Regions from separate parts of the Mus musculus genome. Here region 1 is linked to region 2. A link is a contact called in public HiChIP or PLAC-seq data. All regions are on one chromosome and are shown on one strand. The core of a region is the stretch at or near the end of the contact, and the rest is flanking DNA. Distances in the headings are between cores, read along the strand shown.

Region 1 (3,850 bases), core at 562-3,061, 440 kb before region 2:
TAGCAGACTCCAGCTCTCTCCCTTAGCCCAATAGCAAACTGTCTGGAAAGGCTTAGCAAGTAAGGTGCTTGCAGATCACCCCTACAACACCCCCCAGTGACTGTTCTTATTCCCATGGAAGAATTCCCATACTAATGGGAAACTCCCAAGAGATTCAGGGCGCATCATCAGGCACCTTCCATGTTAAGTCGCTTCATCCTCACCTCTGCCCAGGAAATAACATAGAGGCCCTGAGAGGTTAAGGGGTATGGCTAAGGTCCCATTGAAACAAGGTGGTAGATGCAAGAGCCCAGGGCTCGCTGGGTTGGCGGCTAGTTCTTCCTGCGTCACAGCTCTGTTCTATCAGAAATCTTAAAGGAGCATAAGCACCCAGCTGACCTGATGGATGCTCAAGTGCGCAAGAAGAGCTTTGGGGATGGGTGCTTCTCAGGGGCTCTTACGACTCCAACTATAGGTCTGAATAGATAGCAACTGGCCAGAAGCCTGGAACAGACATTCAGATGGGAGCCAGGGTTTGTCTGGCTTCTCTACAGGTTTCACATGCCTATGAGAAACCCAGAGCCCTAGACAAGTCCTAAAGGTTCAGGCCTGCCTTGGCCCAGGGTGGCTGGGGGTGTTGTCTCTCACTGAGCCCCTCTCTCCCGGCGCCAAGACAGGGCTATGATTAATCAGCGACAAAAGCAGAAACAAGCAGAAAAATGTAATCAGCCAGGGAAGGGCATGGCCAGGCTGTGGCAATCAGCTTTCCTGCTGGGGCCTTTGGCTGATTGGACCCAAGGGGGCAGGGAGATAGTTCAGATGAGGGTTCCAGGAATGAGACTGAGGCCAGCTGAGGCCCACCCAGGCCAGGGGCTCACCAGATCCCATAATTGTACACGGAGACACACACATCTGTGCTCGGATACGCATAGCACTCCCAGCCCAAGGGCCTTCGCACCTGCCCACACCTGCTTCCGGGCTTCTGCCCTTCGCTGCCAGCTCACAGCTCACATGTAGGTGGCCGTGCACAGTTCAAACACTCTCATCTGCAAGTGGGTTTGAAAACGTATCTTCACAGTGTCCTGAACGAAAGATGAAGAGAAACGCATGCACATGCTGCCCCCCCCTCCAGACACCTACCCCCACCCCCATAGAACACATGCTAAGGACCGGAGGAAGGTCTAACCTGCAGCCATGTGACCAACAGGCTCTGGGTCGTCTGCCTCCTCCTCATGGCCCCTGGGGACATGAGACAGACCTTGGCTCCTGCTCTGCAAACTGAGAGGCAAGGGCTCAGGAAGGAGCCAGGACAACAGCCCTTTGTGGGATCAAGTCAACTGCTGGTGTCAGCCACAGGCCAGCGGAGTCTCCTGCAGATCTGTGCTTGGCCTCTGCCTGCTGGCCCTGCCTGGTGACCTTGGCCAATGTCCTTTTCTAAGCCTCAGTTTCCCCACCTTGGAGCCTCTCCTGGCACCAACTTGAGGATTACTGGTCCTGAGGACCCTCGCGCCTGGAGCAACCTCACCTTTCTGGGTCTCTAGTCGTTAGTTCTCAGCTCTCCGCTCTCGCTGGGGGAGGGTTAGTGGAGGCAGGTGGGATAGGGGGTACAAGGAACGGCTCCACCCCTGGTCCACACCACCCGGGTCCTGCTGGCTGCTAACGTGGGGTGCGGGAGACAGCAATCCGAAGCAGACTGGGGGAAAAGCAGAGTCGGGGAGAACCAGAGAAGGCGCCCGGGAGGGCTTGGGGTGGCCGCTCAGGGGCCGGCAGCGGGAAGGGGCGGGGGCGGGAGGGGCGGGCGGGGGAGGCGGGAGCGCGGCGAGCGCCGCACAGAGCAAGCGAGCGAGCGAGTGAGGAGTGCAGGCGGCGGCGGCGGCGGCGGTGGCGGCGGCGGCGGTGGCGGCGGCGGCGGTGGCGGCAGCGGCGGGAGCCGGAGCGGCGGGTCGGGCAGCCGCACCAGCGAGCGGACGAGCGGGCGGCGAGCAACGCGGAGCGCGCGGAGGGAGCGCAGCGCGCAGCGGTCCGAGCCAAGAGGCCGGAGCGGCGCCGCCCCCGCCATCCCTGCGAGCCCCCGGCCGGGATCCCAACGAAGGAGCCGGCGGCATGGCCCGACAGCCCGGGGCGCAGGGGCGCTAGGTCCCGGACGGGTGCCCATTGCCTCGCCGCCGCCACTGCGCGCCGCACCGCGCGCACCGCCCGCTCCAGCCGCCCCCGGGGCCGCCGGCGGCCCATGAGCCCCGGCCTCAAAGTTTGCGGCGGGCGGGCGGGCGCGGAGCCTCCAAGATGCCGTTCCACCCGGTGACGGCGGCGTTGATGTACCGGGGCATCTACACCGTGCCCAACCTGCTGTCGGAGCAGCGCCCGGTGGATATCCCTGAGGACGAGCTAGAGGGTGAGTGCCCTGCCGGGACCCCTGCCACGAGCCCTCCTACCTGTGCGCCCTGGTGCCGCGCTGGCCCGGGGAGCCCGGGACCCTGCTGCGCGACTCGGATGAGCGGCTACGCGGGAGGCGGGACGGCCGGGTGGCCCCGGGCGCCGCGGTGGGGGTCGCCGCGGCGCAGGAGCAGCCCGGCCCCTGCCCGCGTGGCCCCCAGCGCTGCGGAAACTTGCGGGGCCCCGCAGCGGGGTCACTGGGCCGCGTGGCCGGCGGTGACGGTGCGGCAAGGCGGCGGGGGCTGAAGTGGAGAGTCCGAGCTGTTGCCCCCCGCGCCCGCCACCGGAGCGTCCGCATCCTGATCCCTTCCGCGGCGCCCGCCCGTGGCTCTGCGCTCCTATTGACATTCCGCTCGTGTCGCGTTGAGAATCCAATCTGCTCCGGCAGTGGGAGAAGGGGAGAGAGGGCGACTGCCCCGCTCTTGCTGGGTGCAGGGCTACCCCCATCCCCTTCTGCGGCCCTGCGAGGGACCCCCCACCCGTGCGCTGCCGAGGCAGCTGGGAGGCGTTGGCGACAACAAGTGGCCGGATTGGGAGGCTCGGTCGCGATAGCAAAAGCCTGGAAGGAAAGGCAGAGGCCGGAACCTAAACCTCCCCCCGACCCTAGTCCCCGTGCCTTTCGGGAATAGGGACCGCACGCAGGCAGTTGGCTATTGAAGATCAGAGCAGCAGGCCGAGGCTGGGGTTCCTGGATTGAGTGTCCTGGGGCGCAGTGAGACCCCTGGGGCCTTCCTAGCTTTTTCTCTGCTGAGATTGGGGGCGGGGGTGTGCTCAAGATTCCCCTCCCCCCAGGCCTCTTGAGGCCCCATATGGAGTGGAGTCGGAGACTCTGAGCTGATGGGAGTCTTGGTCCCTTAGGGTGTTTGTCGGCTGCTGGGGGAGGGGTTGAGATTACCCAGATGATGGGCCTGTCTCCGGTCTCTGTAGTCAAGGGGTCTCAGCTTTGGGGTCCCACTTGGGCTCATAGGAGTGAGTTGGAGTGACCAACATAGGAAAGGATACTAGTGGGAGCCCAGGGGAAGCCATTCGGGAAGTCTGTCCTCAGCCCAGGCCTGGTCTGGGGCAAATTTTGGGCGAGTAGACAGTGGAGAGAGAGAGAAAGGGTGCAACTGCCATGCTCACTGCACCACAGTCCACCAGACACCCACTTCCCACACCCCCCATGAACTCAGAAGCAGGAAAAGTCGCAGAGGGGCTCTCAGCCCCAACAGTGGAGGCACAGATGGAAGGATGTGTGCTTAGTCTATACCCCGGAAACCCCAGGTCCTGTCCTGTCTGGACCAAAGCAGAGCCTCCTCCAGGTTGAGGGGAAGAGATGGGGCCCGGGAGGGGTGCAGGGCGCAGGCCAGTTTCCCTTTCCTTTACTGCCTTTAATTCTGAGCCACGCAGAAGCGTCCATCCACCCCTTTCTCTCCACTCTTGGGACAGAGGCGGCATG
Region 2 (4,208 bases), core at 1,142-3,641:
AGTAGCCCGTGGGGACAGTTGAATGCCTCGACTTGTTTCTCTTGTATTTATCTTACATCCAATAACAAGCCTTTTTACTAGCTTAGTAGCCTTTGGGTTTCAAAAGCAACCACATGGTTGCGAAGAATGATATAAAAGTAAAGGCAGGTAACGGTTCAAAGTATTAATGTCCCAGGACTACTGTAATAAAATACCACAAACAAGGTGATCTAAAGAGGTCATAAGGAGGTCAACTGCGGTCACAGACTCCTGTAGCCCCAGCACTCACCAGGCTAAAGCAGGATTGTCGGTTCAAGCCCAGTGGGGGGAACATACATGAGCCTTCTCAAAAAACCAGAAATGCAAATCCAACCAATGTATATTCTCTCTGTGTTCTGGAGGCCAGAAGTCAACATGTCAGTGATTAATTCCTCCTGAAAGCTCTGCGCACAGGGCTATCCCATGCCTCCCTCTGGGCTCCCAGGGGCTTGGCAATCATGCCATCTCTCATGGCTGTGATGATCCAATTCCTGCCTCTCTCTTCACGTGGCTTTCTTCCCATGTGTCAATCTCCAAATCTCTCCCTCAGAAGACTGCCAGGCTTGGCCTTTTATGGCCTCATCTTGGCTTGACTCTCCAAAAACTAGCAAACAAGGTCATAATCTCAGGTACTGTCAACGATTGCTGGGACAGAGGCACACCGACGCTTCCATGCCTAAGGAGTCCTTTCATTCTCTCAGGAGGCGTGGTTGGGTTTATTAAAAACAAAGAGGAAGGTTTTATTTAAGGAAAGAATAAGGCACACTAAAGAGTGTGGTGTGGGCTTAAGAAAGGGTCAAGTCAAGCGCCAGCATTTGCTGTGCAGACGCTTTCGGCGGTTCTCAGTACATCTCAAAGGTTGCTAAGAAGCCTTTTTTTTTCTTTTTTCTTTTTTCTTTTTGGTAAATGGATTATAGGGTGGGATTATAATCTGATAAGGTAAAAACCAGAAGCCACTGGAGTTGCACAAGGGATTTAGAATGTGTCTTTTACTGTAAATGAGGCTTCTGGTTAGAGTCCTAGAAAATTGTAGGCTTCTAGCTGGGAAGGGGGAATGACCTTAAGCAAATGTTGCTAATGGTGCTGGAGTTCTTGATCCTTAGTTGGTGAGGAGCTTAAGCCTGGGTGAGGGGCTCCTTCCTCCTCCCACGTCACCATCATTTTCTCTATCTTCCTGTCCTTCTTGGTACCCAAGGGGGTTGGAACATCAAGGTATGGGCAGGGGTGCACGCGGCCTTACAATTTCTAAAGTTCTTTAACGTGGGGACCACATCTCAGTAAGTATTGGACACTCAGCTCATGATGAGATGAAAGCGACCATGCCATGAAGGATCTTCTTTCCGGGATGAGACATAGTCATGAGAACTGTTTTCAGCTTGGCTGCAGGCCTGTGGAGACACATAATGTCCACCTTCACATAATCACAGGGCTTTCCTGGTATACCTCTTCAGTATCGTTCCGGGGATGGCATTCAGGGGGAAGTTGGGATTGGCTCAAAATACTTTTGGCTCAAAGACTCAAAGGATCTCTGAACTGTGGCTGTCTAGCTCGGCCGTGTACCCGGAGCAGTAGTGAGTGACCTCACTCTTCACTCATCTGACAAATATGTACAAGGCCTATTGTGTGCCAAGTGGCAGACCCGGGGCAGGGACTGAGACAATGGCAGACACCTGAGAGCTGCAGCCTGGCCTTCAGGAAGCCTGCTGGTGGCTCCTCCGAAAAGGTCTTGCAGCTGGCTAGGCACGTGCTGCAGGGCTTCAGAGTTGACACGCAAGATCTTCATGATCCCTAAGGAGTCAATGAAGAAATGTGTCAATGAAAAAAGAATCCAGGGTGAAGAGAGGGAGAATGTTTTAAACCCAGATTTAAGCGAACACAGCCTTGCCTTGGCAGATCACACGCACAAGAGCGGGCTCCCTCACACTATCACACAAGCCGGACCCTCAGCAGAGAATTTTTATCTGCAGAAGTGTCAGCTTCTAGCCTCCTGCTTCCAATTACAGTGTTCTAGCCTTACCCCACCCACCCTGTACTCCACAAACAAACAGCTTAGACCCGCCGCCGCTGCTGCTGTTGCTGCGGCTGGAACCTCCTCCACTTAGATATCAAATCCCTCTCCTAAATTGCAGCAGACAAAATAGCTGAAGTCCTAGGTGTTTCCCCTCTGCCCAGGACACCCAGCCAGGGAAAGCAAATTGAGAAGCCTAAATCAAAGGTTTTCAACAGAGCCAGGCCCCAGGGTGGGAGGGAGAGGCCTCTGCTTTCAGCTCTCAGCCTCTGCTGTTACTTCTTGAGCCAAAACAAAGCCGGTCCCAGGGAAGTTAATCTGCCCTGGATAGAACAGGGCCACTCCCTGAGGTACAGAGCCAGCTGTGGGCCCAGAGCAACCAGGCCCAGGAAGCTGGGCCTGATGAGGCTGTGGGCCTAAGAGGGAGTGGCTACCACTAAGGACTGGATCTGCATCTGCATGCTTGCCTGCTGCCTCTTGATTGATTGTAAAGATAAGTGTGTTTTAAAAGATTTATGGGGGCAGGGCGTGGTGATGCACACCTTTAATCCCTGAACTGGGGAGGCAGAGACAGGTGGATCTCTGAGAGTTTCGAGGCTAGCCTGATCTACATAGTTTCCGGACAGACAGGGCTACACAGTAAAACAAGACAAAACAAACAAACAAGCAAAAAAACCAAAACAAAACCAAAATTGGGGCTGGAGGCCCACCTCCCACGGGAATGCACTGGCATACACAAAACCCTAGATTGGAGTTCCAGTGTAACACAAACTAGACATCTGGGCACGGTAGCACTTGCCTCTAGTCCACGGGGTAGAGGACAGAGGCAGAGGATAGGAAGTTCAAGGTCATCCCAAAGCCAAGGGTAGCCTAGGCTATACAAGATCCTGTCAAATATTTACCCTCATACTCTTAGGCACACGTGTACACACACACATACACACACACACACACTTTAACACACATGAACCTTTACACTTATGAAAACACACTCTCGCACATGCACACCCATCCTTCCTAACACAGATGCCTTTCTGGGTTTGTGTTGGATTTGTCAAGAGATGAAACAGTCCCTTGGTATGTCCCATGTGCACCGTACCAAGCTGTACCCTGGTTTTCACACATCCCTGGTAGCTCTTCTCTCCAGGAGCCTTATGAGGCTCTGTGAAACAACAACATGACCTACCCTTTGATGACCACACAGAGCCCAGGACTTTGCACAGGACTAACTTCTGTTTAAAGCTGACAGTCAGGCTGGAGAGATGGCTCAGTGGTTAAGAGCACTGACTCCTCTTCCAGAGGACCTGGGTTCAATTCCCAGCAACTACATGGTGGCTCACAACCATCTGCAATAGAATCCAGCACCCTCTTCTGGTGTGTCTGAAGTCTGAAGACAGCAACAGTGTACTCACATACATAAAATAAATCTTAAAAAAAAAAAAGCTGACAGTCTGTCTCACATAGACTGTACAGGTCAGCCGACACTGGTACAGAACAGGTCTCTAGCCACCCATTGTGGAGAAAACACAGACAACAGCTGAGTCTCAGATTCTCGGTCAGAAAAAGAGGCGAGGGCACCTGCCTCCCAGAGTCTGGGTCAGTCGGTGAAGCTCCACACGCGGGGAGGGAACTTGTTCTGTTTTGCTGCCTTAGGTCACCAGAATTTCCAGGCTCCCAGTTTACAGGGCACTGGCCATGTTGGGATTGGAAGCTAATGATATCTAAGTAGAAAACACTAAGGCAAACCAATTTGTGTTGTAGCCATTCCAGGGGACATGTTACAAGCTATCCAGCCACCCCAGCCCTCTCCCCAGCTAACAGAGACATTTCTAGAGACCTGAGGGGGGGCGGGGAATTGATAGGCTATGAGGAAGGAGAGCCCAAGCAAAACCTGACAGAGCTCCCAGGCTGCTGCCTGGAACATCTGGACCAATGCTGATGGGCACAGAGGAGAAGAACAGCTGCCAAACCAGCTCTTGGCAGGAGCCCTGAGAGCTGCCCCAGGCGGCCAGAGCAGACACTGGGACTTCTTCCTTCTGGAGCTGACCCGGAAGGTGGCTGAGATGTGGAAACAGCAGCTGAGTTCTCTTCCCACCAACTGCCTCTGGGTCTCAGTTTCTCCATCTGGAAGATGGGAAGTTCAGCAAAGCTAAACCAGCCCTCATCTGGGAGGACAAAATAA

What was found. HiChIP or PLAC-seq counts read pairs in DNA pulled down with a chosen protein or histone mark.
Region 1: a contact with region 2 is called in an H3K27ac HiChIP or PLAC-seq map of embryonic stem cells, with 4 times the contacts expected there. The contact joins the promoter of Cabp7 here to the enhancer-like site in region 2. A contact is called at or near these places in 8 of 39 promoter capture datasets (the 3T3-L1 cell line, the C10 cell line, embryonic stem cells and 4 more), 1 of 484 Hi-C or Micro-C datasets (bone marrow-derived macrophages) and 5 of 115 datasets of contacts at active chromatin or transcription factors (embryonic stem cells and pancreatic cancer cells).

Annotation. Positions count from the first base shown.
Region 1 is chr11:4,745,140-4,748,989 of GRCm38.p6, reverse strand. Cabp7 (calcium binding protein 7) reads left to right here and starts at 1,811. Exons shown (of 5, transcript NM_138948.4): 1 at 1,811-2,371. The coding sequence starts at 2,263. It overlaps Gm35102 (a long non-coding RNA gene), which reads right to left and starts at 3,164. Exons shown (of 4, transcript XR_003949631.1): 1 at 2,412-3,164; 2 at 1,505-1,672; 3 at 1,166-1,218; 4 at 1-1,061.
Region 2 is chr11:4,300,669-4,304,876 of GRCm38.p6, reverse strand. It overlaps Gm11958 (predicted gene 11958), which reads right to left. Exons shown (of 4, transcript NR_166831.1): 3 at 1,689-1,806; 4 at 729-1,406. Among named protein-coding and RNA genes, the nearest start is that of Gm11958, 17 kb to the right of the region's middle. Within about 2 kb of position 2,391, at least 121 of the 459 cell types and tissues checked have an H3K27ac peak or open chromatin away from gene starts, as enhancers often do. A contact at or near this core is called in embryonic stem cells and pancreatic cancer cells, where this site is marked.